Linked DNA regions of Mus musculus: all the other regions are linked to region 1. A link is a contact called in public Hi-C data. All regions are on one chromosome and are shown on one strand. The core of a region is the stretch at or near the end of the contact, and the rest is flanking DNA. Distances in the headings are between cores, read along the strand shown. Region 1 holds the start of Taf3 (TATA-box binding protein associated factor 3). Region 2 overlaps Taf3 (TATA-box binding protein associated factor 3). Region 3 overlaps Itih2 (inter-alpha trypsin inhibitor, heavy chain 2).

Region 1 (3,714 bases), core at 813-3,312:
TTGGGAGGCAGAAGGAGGCAGATATTTGAGTTTGAGGCCTGCCTGCTCTAGAGTTCTAGGACAGCCAGAGCTCCACAGAAACACTGTCTGGAAAAAAACAACAAAAAAATTAAAAATGTTCAATTAAGGCCCGAGACGAGATGAAAAGTATCCTTGTGATTTTGCATCAAACAGGCTCCTGACACTTGGGCACAGAACTCCCAATGGACTGAGTGTCGATGCTTCTCTCCAGACTGCCATTTGTCAAAACTAACATGGTTTCAGATTTATTGGGCTCTCAAGACTTTAAGAAGGGGATTTATTACAATGACTTATAGGCTATGGTCCAGTTAACCCAACAATGGCTGCCTACAAACAAGGTCCAAGAATTCAGAAGTTGTTTAGTCCAAGAGGCTAGATGTCTCAGCTGATCTTCAGTATACTCTGGAATCCCAAAGAAGTAGCCTCTACTTCCCGTGACAGAATGCACTTGTGAGCTGGAGTGAAGGCAAGCAGGCGAAGAGAAAGCAAGCTTCCTTCTTTTATGTGTTTTATATAAGCTGCCAGCAGAAGATGTGGGCCAGATTAAAGATGGATAGTCCCACGTCAAAGACCCAGACTAGAAGTGTGTCTTTCCACTACAAGAGATTTAATTAAGAAAAGAAATCTCTCGCAAGTGTGCCCAGTCATTTGGGGTTTAGTTGATTCCAGATGTACTAAAGTTGACAACTGAGACTAGCCATCACAGCTGCCTAGAAACAATTTATTGGAGAGGGCACATAAACTTATATACTGAATAGTCAATGGTAGATATGGCAGGCACAACTAAGAAATGGAGTAGTTAAATATAGCCGAAGTAGGTTTGGTTTAACTCAGTAGTCACTGGGATTGGTTTGGCTTTAATTTGAAACTTTTTTTCCTGTTCTGTAACTAGCTCTGTAGACCAGGCTGGCCTTGAACTCAGGTATCTGCCTCCCTCTGCCTGCCCAGCACTGGGATTATTAATCAGGGTCTACCAGCAGTTGCCCAAAGTGCCAGTTACTGTGGAGGCTCACTTCAGTCCCAAAAGTCTAAGGGCAGATGTTGCAACATAACAAGATTGAGACTCACGGGGGGGGGGGGGCGGGCGGGGGCGGACGACGGGATGGACGGACGGGACAACCCACTATTTCAACCAAACCTATTTATCATCTCATCACAGTTTCTGTTACCGTCAGGCAAAATGCAACTAGGGCTGGAAGAAGCCCTGGGAAAGGCAAGCAAGCATTCTCTGGACAAAACCAGTCTCAAGGATTTACAGAGTATTCGACCTCTGTAGGGAACTGCATTCTCCACGTCTTGGATAGACTACGTATTGTGACTAGTAAGACGCAAACTAGAACTAGCTATAAACTGCACTAAAATAATATCTTGCTCACTACTGGGGAAGAGGGGGGCAGTTCCCACTAATTGAACACGTAGGCATTTTTCCTTAAAACCAGCCATATTATGAAGAGCATTGAACGACACAATGAACAACATGAGTTTATTAGCTCTGATTGTTTTTTTTAGAGCCGGAGTCTTTTTCGGTTTTTCGGTGACTCTAGTTGGCCTCTAGCTTATGATTGCCTCAGCCTCCTGAGTGAACATCTTGGATTTCACTCAAACCTCCCAAGTGGCCACTATTTCATTCTGAATACTATCTTTCATCTTTTAATTTCGTTTTTACTTTTTTAGATTTAAGTAAAGGAAAACAATCGAATCCGCGTTCTGCGGAGTAGCTTATATTCCCAATTCTCTAGTTTCACACTTGAATCTCTATCAACATTATCGATGTTAAGTCCTTAACATTCCACTGCCTCCCTGGTTTGCCCCTGAACACACCGAGGGTCACCTCTTACTTTTCCATCAGCGGGGAGAGAAAGACACCGGCACCTGTTGTCAGGGAGGCGCAGACTCCACCTGCGCCCAGTCACTCGGCTTCCGGCCGGCGTCCAGGCTCTAGAGTCGATCCCGAGACGATCGCTCTCCTCCCACTGGGCGGAGCCTGGGCCGCCTATCTCTCGGCCTTCTGCTCGTACTGCCTCGCCCCGGCGGCCGTCCAGCGGGAGGCGGAGCGAGTCCAAAATGGCGGCTCTCAGGCTGGCGCGCTCCGTGCTGCTGAGGCTTTGAGGTGGTCGCTCCGGGTCGGAGGGGGGACGATTTCCCCGCCGCGGGGCCCCCAGAGAATGAATCGGGGGCTCTGCTGAGGCGAGGCGGCAGGGCTGGAGAGCAGTGGCAGCGAAGGGCTGCGGTGGCGTCCACGCAGCGGGATGTGCGAGAGTTACTCTAGGTCGTTGTTGAGGGTCTCGGTGGCGCAGATCTGCCAGGCGCTGGGCTGGGACTCGGTGCAGCTCAGCGCCTGCCACCTCCTCACCGACGTCCTGCAGCGCTATCTGCAGCAGCTGGGCCGGGGCTGCCATCGGTACTCTGAACTCTGTGAGTACTGGGGCTGGGTTGCGGGAGGGCTGCCCCAAGCCGGTCACGAGTGACACCTTTGCCCCTCCGGACCCCTTTGGGCATCCCCTGCAGGGGTGGCGTTCCGAAGCCGGCTTCGACATGGGGATCCTCTCAGACTCCGACCGTCTGGGGGGCTTCCACCGTCTCCTGCGAACTCCAGTCATCCCTTAGGTGCCTCTTCCTCATCCGCTAACTTCCCGCCACCGGCAGGGAAGCGGGGTCCCGGCTCGCAGCCACACACCCTCTCACCGATGCTGCTCCTGGACCAGTGCTTCGGTCTCTCTCATTGTCTCGGGTCGGCTGCGGCCAGAGCCACCCCCAGAATGCTCTCCACCTCGCTCACCTTGGTCTTTTGCCTCCCTTGCTCGCAAACTACTACAACTAGTTGTCACAGGCGCTCCGTCTACCGGCCGTTTCTTACAAGGCTGGCCATTCCTGAGCTCCCAAATAGACTCGTTGACAGCTCCGCTCAGTCAGGGTCGCTGCCTTTTTTTTTTTTTTTTCTCCCCTCTCTATCTGTTCGTTTCACAGACTTCGCCTACTACTTTTCAAGGCAGGTTTTGTCGATTTCGCTGAATACCTTTCAATAAGCATCTCAGTTACGCACGGCGTCCTTCCTCTATGCTCTTCTGTTAGTGTTGATCTAAGTGTGATGGGAAGCATCACTCGGTAATTTGGGAGGTTTTCCGGGTACTCAGTGTCGCAGTATGTATTAACTTTTTTTTTTCTGGTTCATGTCTCTTTAATGAGATTAAAGGCTCCTGTGTATGTTTTGGGAGTGAGTAAAGATAGCACAGTCCTCCGTGTTGCCCCTCTTCAGGGCTCCAGCCCTTTCAGGTGTGTTCTAGGAGAGTGGGGACGGTCCCACATGGAGGACTGCAGTTGAAACTAGGGCTGAATCCTGGTGGCCAAGTAATACCCAGTTTCCCTCTTGAAACTACTTATGGGATGTCCCCACAACTAGAAGCCAGCCCCACGGGAGGAACTTGAGACATAGAATCTGGGGACAGTGTATTGACTTTTAAGTGAATGCCCAGTAGTGTCTTTACCCGGTGGTATTTAATGATTTGTAGAAGGTACAGATCATTTTATAGATGTGTGATTTTTACTGATGTATGAGTGTGTGTGTGTGTGGGGGGGGGCGGGGATTATAACGTTCATTTAAATTCCAAGATATGACGTTTAAGGTGGCAAGTTGGATAACTAAATGAAGTGTTTTATAGAGTAATTTGTTCTGCTACAGTGGTTCCTACTTTT
Region 2 (3,714 bases), core at 896-3,395, 52 kb after region 1:
CCCAACCTTACCACTTAGCCCACTTTTCCTCATGCTTTGCTTCCTGACACTACTGAACGCACTGAGAGCACTTAGACCCACAGAGAGCTGGTCACTTGACCCATAGTGAACATGCCATGTTCTATTAACAGTGGTTCCTTCCTTCCTAATGCTGCGACCCTTTGATATAGTTCTTCATGCTGTGGTGTCCCAACTATAAAACTGCTCTATTGCTACTTCATAACTAATTTTGCTGCTGTTATGAATCATAATGTAAGCATTTAATATGTAAGATATCTGATATGTGGTAGTTTTTCGAGACAGGGTTTCTCTGTACAGATTTGGCTGTCTTGGAACTCACTCTGTAGACCAGGCTAGCCTTGATCTCAGAGATCTGCCTGCATCTGCCTCCAGAGGTCAGATCCTCATGTATTGAATCTCCAGCTTTTTTTCACCTAATATTAGCCAGAGGAAACTCTACTTTATTAGATCACACCCACTTGGCCAAGTCTTTCTCTGCATAATTGTGGAATTAATATCTCTTCATATTCCCATGGGCCTACTACATTGGAGGGGTTGGAGATTCTAGGCAAGCCAGAGTCAGTATGGGTTGTTCTTAGAATTCTGCCTACCTTGGAACATTCAAATGAGTATAGCAATCTCAGATTGGTATCTGCTCTCCTGAACATTCTACGTACGTCACTCTGTGTCTTTAGTGGTGATGGTACATTTGAGAGTTCCTGTCCCGCTCAGAATCGCAGTCATGCTTGTCAGTGTTTCCTGTGGGGTGTGCTGACAGTCTTTTCTCCTCCACTTGAGCGTTTCCTCTGACTGTCAGCAATGAGGCACAGTGCTCCATCCCATTCACTGTGCCACCGGGCAGTCGGTGAGCTCTTGGGCTTCACTCTTAGCCTGGGACCTCAGAAAGTTTTTTGTCTAATATTTGGAAACTTTTTCATTTCTGTGTACTACTTTCTTTTAGAATTGTCATTGATTAGACCTTGACTGTATTAAATTCATCCCCTAATGCTGTTTTTCTCTTTGGTCTCCTCATTCTTTCTAAGAGTTATTTTAAAATAGTTTAAACTTCGTATCAATTCCATCTGCATTGCACATCACTCACTCCAGCCCTGCTCTTTCCCTGTCCCTTCATATCCTTCCTTTGCCCTTGCAGCCCCCCCCCCCCGATAAAACACACAAACAACAAAAAGCATAGAAAACATCTCATCGTGGAAGCTGTAGTGTGTCACAGTGTGTCTCACAGTAGATCCCTTTGTCCACATATCTTCTCTTCCAAATGTTCATTGCCATGAGTCGTTGTTCTGGTTCTAGATCCTTGGCTTCTGTGACACCATCACTATTGACTCCTCATTGGCACGCCTTCCAGTTATCCTGTTGCTGTCCTGTCTCACAGAGATCCCGAAGCTTTAGAATAGCAACGCTGTCCCTTTCACACACCCCAGCCAGTCGCAGATGATACAGATTTTGGGGTGGCCAACTCAGAGCTTTCCTTGATTTTATTCATTATCCTTTCTACATGTTTTTAGTTCTAAGTAATAGAATACTCAACTCAAAATGGCTGAAACAGTAATGTTTTGTTTGTTTTGTTTTGTTTTGTTTTTTTTAACTTAACAAGGAATCAAGAATCATTGCTTCTAACACTGACACAGGGACTAGCAACTGACCCAGGGACAAACTTGGGCTCCTCTTCCATCTTCCCATTTTCTTCTGTGTGTGATGATACATTCACCTTTTTGCCCCATCAAAGTTGGCCACAAAACATTGTGATTCTTACTGCATAACAGCACAAAAAAGCAGAAAGATGGACTGTCTCTAAGTTTCCCCCCTCTTAGTGGGGAAGAAAAATCTTTTCAAGAATCTCATTGGTTCCATTAGTCAGAATTAGGTCATCTAGCCACTCCCAGCTGCCCAGAGTCACTGGCCAGGTGAATACCTGACTGACTGGCCCCTGAGTGCTGGATTTGGGTCCTTCTTGGACCTTAGGAGACTCCTTACTACTACAGACAGGTCTTGATAGATAGCCTCTCATTGCTGTGTCTCATTGCTGTCATGTGACAGTGGATCTGGTGTTGTAATGTGGACTCCCTCTTCAGAAGTAGGCACTGTGGCTTGCAAAGGCAGCTGTTGCCCCACAGTAGACGGAATCCATTAGATACGGTTTGCTGTGTAAGAGCCTGGGTGAGCCTTGCTCAGGCTTTCCATGCTTGGCTTCACCCTGGGAGGGCAGACCGCTATCACCGTAGACCCAGATGCGCTGCTGTGAGGCACAGGATGCCAAGCCTTCTACTGAGTCCTCCTGCATGATGTTCCCTGGGCTCTTGTTGGCAGTGTGTTGGTTGCTTCAATAAGAATGACTCTAGAAGTCTTACGTGTGGAGCACTCATTTTTGTCGTATCCTCAAATCCAGCTTGTCTCCTGACTTTCATGTTTGTTCTAGAGTGCCAGCTGTTGGAAGGAGAGAAGAAACATGTTTTTTTAATACACAAGCAATATAAGCCTGGCACCTCTTTTGTGTTCTGTGGATTTTGTGCATCCTCTTGTTTTTTATTAATAACTTCATATTCTTTGTTGTTGTCATTTGGTTTTGGCTTGTTTTTTGTTGTTGTTTTTTGTTTTTGTTTTGTTTTCGAGACAAGATTTCTCTGTGTAGCCCCAGCTTTCCTGGAACTCATTCTGTAGACCAGGCTGGCCCTCACATTCACAGAGATCCATCTGCCTCTGCCTTCCAAATGCTGGGATTAAAGGCATGAACCACCACCACCTGGCAACTTCTTATTCTTGATTCTCTTAATACATTGTCTTTCCTTTAAATGGAAATATCTCAGATACTTTGTGATCACTGGATGTGGTTTTATATTTAAGTGATGTACTTAATACCAAATGAAAGTTTTGTTGGGCAGAAGAGATGGCTCAGGGGTTAAGAGCACTGGCTATTCTTCCAGAGGACCCAGGTTCAATTCCCAACACCTTCATGGCAGCTCACAACTGTCTGTATCTCCAGTTCCAGAGGGTCTGGCATCCTCACACAGACATATATGTACAAGCAAAGCAACCACATAAAAATACATAAATTCTAGGGGCTGGGGATTTAGCTCAGTGGTAGAACACTTTCCTAGCGAGTTCAGAGCCCTGGTTCGGTCCTCAGCTCTGGGAAAAAAAGAAAAGAAGAGCAAGTAAGTAAGTTAGTTTTGTTTATGTGATCAGGGATGCTTTGGGCTAACCAAACTGAGGGGTGATTAGGAACTAGAATTTCATTGAGAAACAGTGTCCATCCCTGTGGGTCTTTCCACTTATTTTATGAAAACCACCCCTGTCTACTTAGAAAGAAGAATCACTGTAACCCACCTGCCAGGATTTTGAAGGGAACATTGAAAGAGTGCCTTAAGAATGATATTTGTTCATTGGACAGACTGAAACTTTATTAAATAGATTAATCACTTGTAGTCCAAAAATCTGAAATCTACCATGTTCAAAAAGACACATGTTTTGTCCACATGCCACAAGTGGGATTCCGAGGTAACCTCATGTGACAGGATGCAGTTAAAATGCAAGTTTATGAAGTTATGTAAAATTACCACACACCTGAGTAATATAAAGTAAGATGAACCATAACGACTTCCCAAGTCCAAACCAATGCATCTGATACTCTTCTGCTCCCACACCTTTCAGGTGAGAGCTGCTCAGCTGGGCCCTCTTGAACCTTTGCTCTTGAGA
Region 3 (3,714 bases), core at 696-3,195, 52 kb before region 1:
TTGAACTCCTGGCCCTCCTGCCTCCACTTTCTGAGGGCTAGGATTGCAGGCATGTGTCACTATGCCCAGCAGAGGGGTTCTTTCTCGCAGATCTATTTATAGTACTAGATACTGGAAGAATTGGATACTAGAGGGAACAAGAGGAGGGAAACTTTGACTAAAGAGAGGCTGTGGGTGACCTTGCACGCTCAACACCCTGGGTTTGATACTTAGCACTGCACACACGCGCGCGCGCGCGCGCACACACACACACACACACACACACACATATGAGAAGAGGAAACCTTAGTTGAGAACCTTTGGTTGGGAAAGAGGATGCAAAAGTCAAATTATTTAAACTGAGTGCAATTTCTATGGAAGAGTACATGGGAACTAATGGGGGCAGTTCTTCTACGCAGGCGCACTGTATTATGGCACCAAGGTTGCCTCGGGTCCCATCCCATCATGGGCCAACCCATCTCCGACACCAATGTCGGCCATGCTTGCAGTCGGAGCGAAGCCACTTGAGTCTACTCCACCTACTCATTTGAATCAAGGTAAAAGCATTTCTCCCTTTTTAACCCATCAGACCCCTGTGTGAATTTCCATCAATGAATAGGATCTCCATGTCTTGAGAAGCTAGCTGACTTTTACAGGCCTTGTTGCCTTCTATGGGGAGTCAAAAGCCCCGTGTGCTTACTGCAGTGCCGTAACGAAGTAGCTGGGGCACGTCTGGTGTCTCTTCTTGTTGGGTGCTGAAAGCATCAGGGCTTCATTCTCTGACATCATGGACACCTAATGACCCGCTGAAGGGTTCCATGTCTAGATACCATCATATGTTGAGGTGTAGGGCTTGGAATATGAATTTGCGTGGAGACAAACCCATACCTCACACTCTTTCCAAGTGCATGAGGCAACCTCTCTGGAATAGAAGAGATTCTCTTCTTGTGGGAATGCATTGGTGGAGTGCCGCTTCACATTTGGTGAATAGCCTCAATTGGTTAAGCAGTTACTAGTTGCTCAATACATGGATGTTATCATTGAGTAAGAACTATCGTTTTGTTTGTTTTGACCCAAATGCATTCATTGTCACATGCATGTGGGAGGCATGGCCCATAGATGTGATCATTCAAAAGCCACTAACATATATTTGTTAGAGGTTGGGCGCTGAGGTGCAACTGTACACTTTCAGTACACAATGGACACATTCCCTTTCAACGTGTGAGACAGAGGTGCCACCTGGAGGACGTAACAGTAAGTGCAGCTCCTGCTGTTGCCCCAGAGTTTACAGAAATGGTAACCACACACACTCGGTCAATTACCGAAGTGACAAGCTTTGCAAAAAAGATAATGCTTACTCATGCTGTGGCAAAACATGAGGAGACATGGGACATGATACAGGTCTCAAAGCCACATGCCCTAGGGCTTGAAGATATGTATAGGGCAGAGAAATGGTAATTACTGTGTGGGGAAGAGTTGGAGGGATCTGTGGTTTACAAACACACAATTAGATTCCAGAGGCCGTTAGGAGATACACATTCAGAAAACGGGGGTATTCACATCATCGGAAGATGGAGTGATGGCCCTCTGGCATCATAAAGTCACCCATCACATACCTGTATGTTTTCAAGGTAAGAGTCAGTGGCTTCAACAAGCAAGGTCTTCAAGTCACTGGGAAGTAACCTAGGCAACTGTTATCACCGTGATCGGAACACCAGGAGCATTAGCCACAGCAAAGCTAGGAGGCAAACAGCGTGTAGCTCACTGCCACCTCTATGGCTGCTGCTTGTCAAAGTTGACAGAAAGCTAATGAGCTGAGGGTTTGCCCGGGTTTCCCCGCTAAAGCCCATACCCTGACTCTGTGTGTGTGTGTGTGTGTGTGTGTGTGTGTGTGTGTGTGTGTGCAGGCCATGAGGCAGCCCCTGCAGTGTGTATGTATGTGCTTTGCAACATCTCTCTCTTAGAGAATGGACTTTGGACATCCTCACAGCACTCCAGGCTTCTGTCCTAAGGGAAGGTCCCACTGCTCAGCAGTATGTGGATGTTTGAAGTGAAAACAGAAGGCTACTTCCTGTTGTTAATGTAAGATCCCTAGGTTCTCTTGAATAGACTCTCCTATTTAGAAAACATCTTCAGATGGCCCAGTGAGGTGTCTCCAAGGATGAAGGCACTTGCTAACAAGCTTAATATCCTGAGTTCAGTCCTGAAACCTGCATGGCAGGAGAAAACAGACTACCACAAGTAACCCTCTGAACTCTATATACTTGTTAGAACACAGGCCCATATGTACACACACACATACACTGCACGAACACATACACATGTGCACACACACACACACACACACACACACACACACACACAAAGTGGATAATCTTCAGAACTGACATCTTAGATTGTAGATGCAAGGCTGACTTGGACTATACAGGGAAACCCTGTCTCCAAAATTAATTACTTAAAATTAAAACGAAATAAATGATGTTTCAAAATGAACTCTAGACTGAGTGGGTGGCACCTGTAATCCCAGCATTCAAGGTGAAGGCAGGTGAACTGTGAGTTTGAGGCCAACGTGGACACAGAGCAATACCCCATGTCACAAGAGAACGGCTGAGGATGTCACTACATGGGAGAGCACATGCCTTGTGTGTGCACTGTCCTATGCGTCCTATCACAGTGCAGCTGAGAGGGAGAGGAAAGAGAAAGAAAGGCTCCGATTGTTTATTACATACACCAAGCATCGTTTTGTTACAAGCAACAGCAAGGACCCGGGTGACCATGTTAAGTGGCCTCATCTCACTTTCTGTGGCTTATCTCCAATAATGTTCGTTGTGGGACCTGAATGATTTGCTGTTTCCCTTTTGTTGATGATAATGCTCCTTATAGCTACACTCCTGAGCAGGAACCCTGAGTGGAAGATCAGTGTGCAGGGCTTGTGTGGTGAATGGCTCCCAAGAGCAGGACATGCTATGGTGTCCAGCATGGACATCACACTGTCCACTCACTACATGGACCCCACACACTGTCACTTTTCAAAGGAAAGTTTTTGCAGCAAAAAAGGACAAGACAGCCTATTTTAAAACGGCGTTCCTAAGACCACAAGGCTTCTTCCATATGTCTAGTCTGCTATTTGATGCAACAAAAAGGCTGCCCCTGAATCAGATGGTCCTGGGGTCAAATTCTTCCAATGTAAACATTGGCTGTACACTGACTTCTCTGCTCTCAGTTATCTCACCTGTATTATGGAGTAATGGCTATAGGGTAATTATAAAGCAAGATTCTCATATCTAGACATCCAATAAAGTCTAACTAGTGCTTGGCCCATAAATCTTAGGATTTCAGGAATATATACTGTTGACATGGAGATCTTCGATCCACTTCCAACCCTATCAAAAGTTAAAGCTACACTGATTGGTGTAAGGAGGCGTTCCATTGCCTAGAAACACATCATCACGGCGGGGAGTATGGCAGCATGCAGGCAGACAGGGTGCTAGAGAAGTTGCTGAGAGTTCACATCTGGATCTGCAGTCTGCAGCCAGCAGGGAGAGAGCTACTGGGCCAGGCTTTCTCTTTTGAAACCTCAAAGCCCAACCTGCCAGTGACACACTTCCTCCAACAGGCCACATCTCCCAATCCTTCTCGAGTATTTCAACTCCCTGGTGACTAAGCATTCAAATATAGGATCCTGGGGTGGGGGTGGGGAGCAATATTATTCAAACCACCATAAGTACCGTACTT

Evidence for each region. Hi-C and Micro-C count contacts between places; a contact is called where the count stands out from the background.
Region 2: a Hi-C map of muscle stem cells shows a contact between it and region 1, with 1.8 times the contacts expected there. The contact joins the enhancer-like site here to the promoter of Taf3 in region 1. A contact is called at or near these places in 1 of 15 datasets of contacts at CTCF or cohesin (CD8 T cells), 3 of 484 Hi-C or Micro-C datasets (the N1E-115 cell line, muscle stem cells and nephron progenitors) and 4 of 115 datasets of contacts at active chromatin or transcription factors (the SCID.adh cell line, bone marrow-derived macrophages and embryonic stem cells).
Region 3: a Hi-C map of liver shows a contact between it and region 1, with 1.7 times the contacts expected there. The contact joins the enhancer-like site here to the promoter of Taf3 in region 1. A contact is called at or near these places in 3 of 39 promoter capture datasets (liver, pre-B cells and trophoblast stem cells), 4 of 484 Hi-C or Micro-C datasets (cumulus cells, effector CD8 T cells, liver and 1 more), 5 of 115 datasets of contacts at active chromatin or transcription factors (the SCID.adh cell line and embryonic stem cells) and 1 of 9 other capture datasets (embryonic stem cells).

The regions. Positions count from the first base shown.
Region 1 is chr2:10,046,957-10,050,670 of GRCm38.p6, reverse strand. Taf3 (TATA-box binding protein associated factor 3) reads left to right here and starts at 2,062. Exons shown (of 7, transcript NM_027748.3): 1 at 2,062-2,436. The coding sequence starts at 2,271.
Region 2 is chr2:9,994,747-9,998,460 of GRCm38.p6, reverse strand. The region is part of intron 2 of Taf3 (TATA-box binding protein associated factor 3); the gene reads left to right. Among named protein-coding and RNA genes, the nearest start is that of Taf3, 52 kb to the left of the region's middle. Within about 2 kb of position 2,145, at least 30 of the 459 cell types and tissues checked have an H3K27ac peak or open chromatin away from gene starts, as enhancers often do. A contact at or near this core is called in muscle stem cells, where this site is marked.
Region 3 is chr2:10,098,897-10,102,610 of GRCm38.p6, reverse strand. It overlaps Itih2 (inter-alpha trypsin inhibitor, heavy chain 2), which reads left to right. Exons shown (of 21, transcript NM_010582.3): 16 at 399-536. Among named protein-coding and RNA genes, the nearest start is that of Kin, 20 kb to the right of the region's middle. Within about 2 kb of position 1,945, at least 8 of the 459 cell types and tissues checked have an H3K27ac peak or open chromatin away from gene starts, as enhancers often do. A contact at or near this core is called in liver, where this site is marked.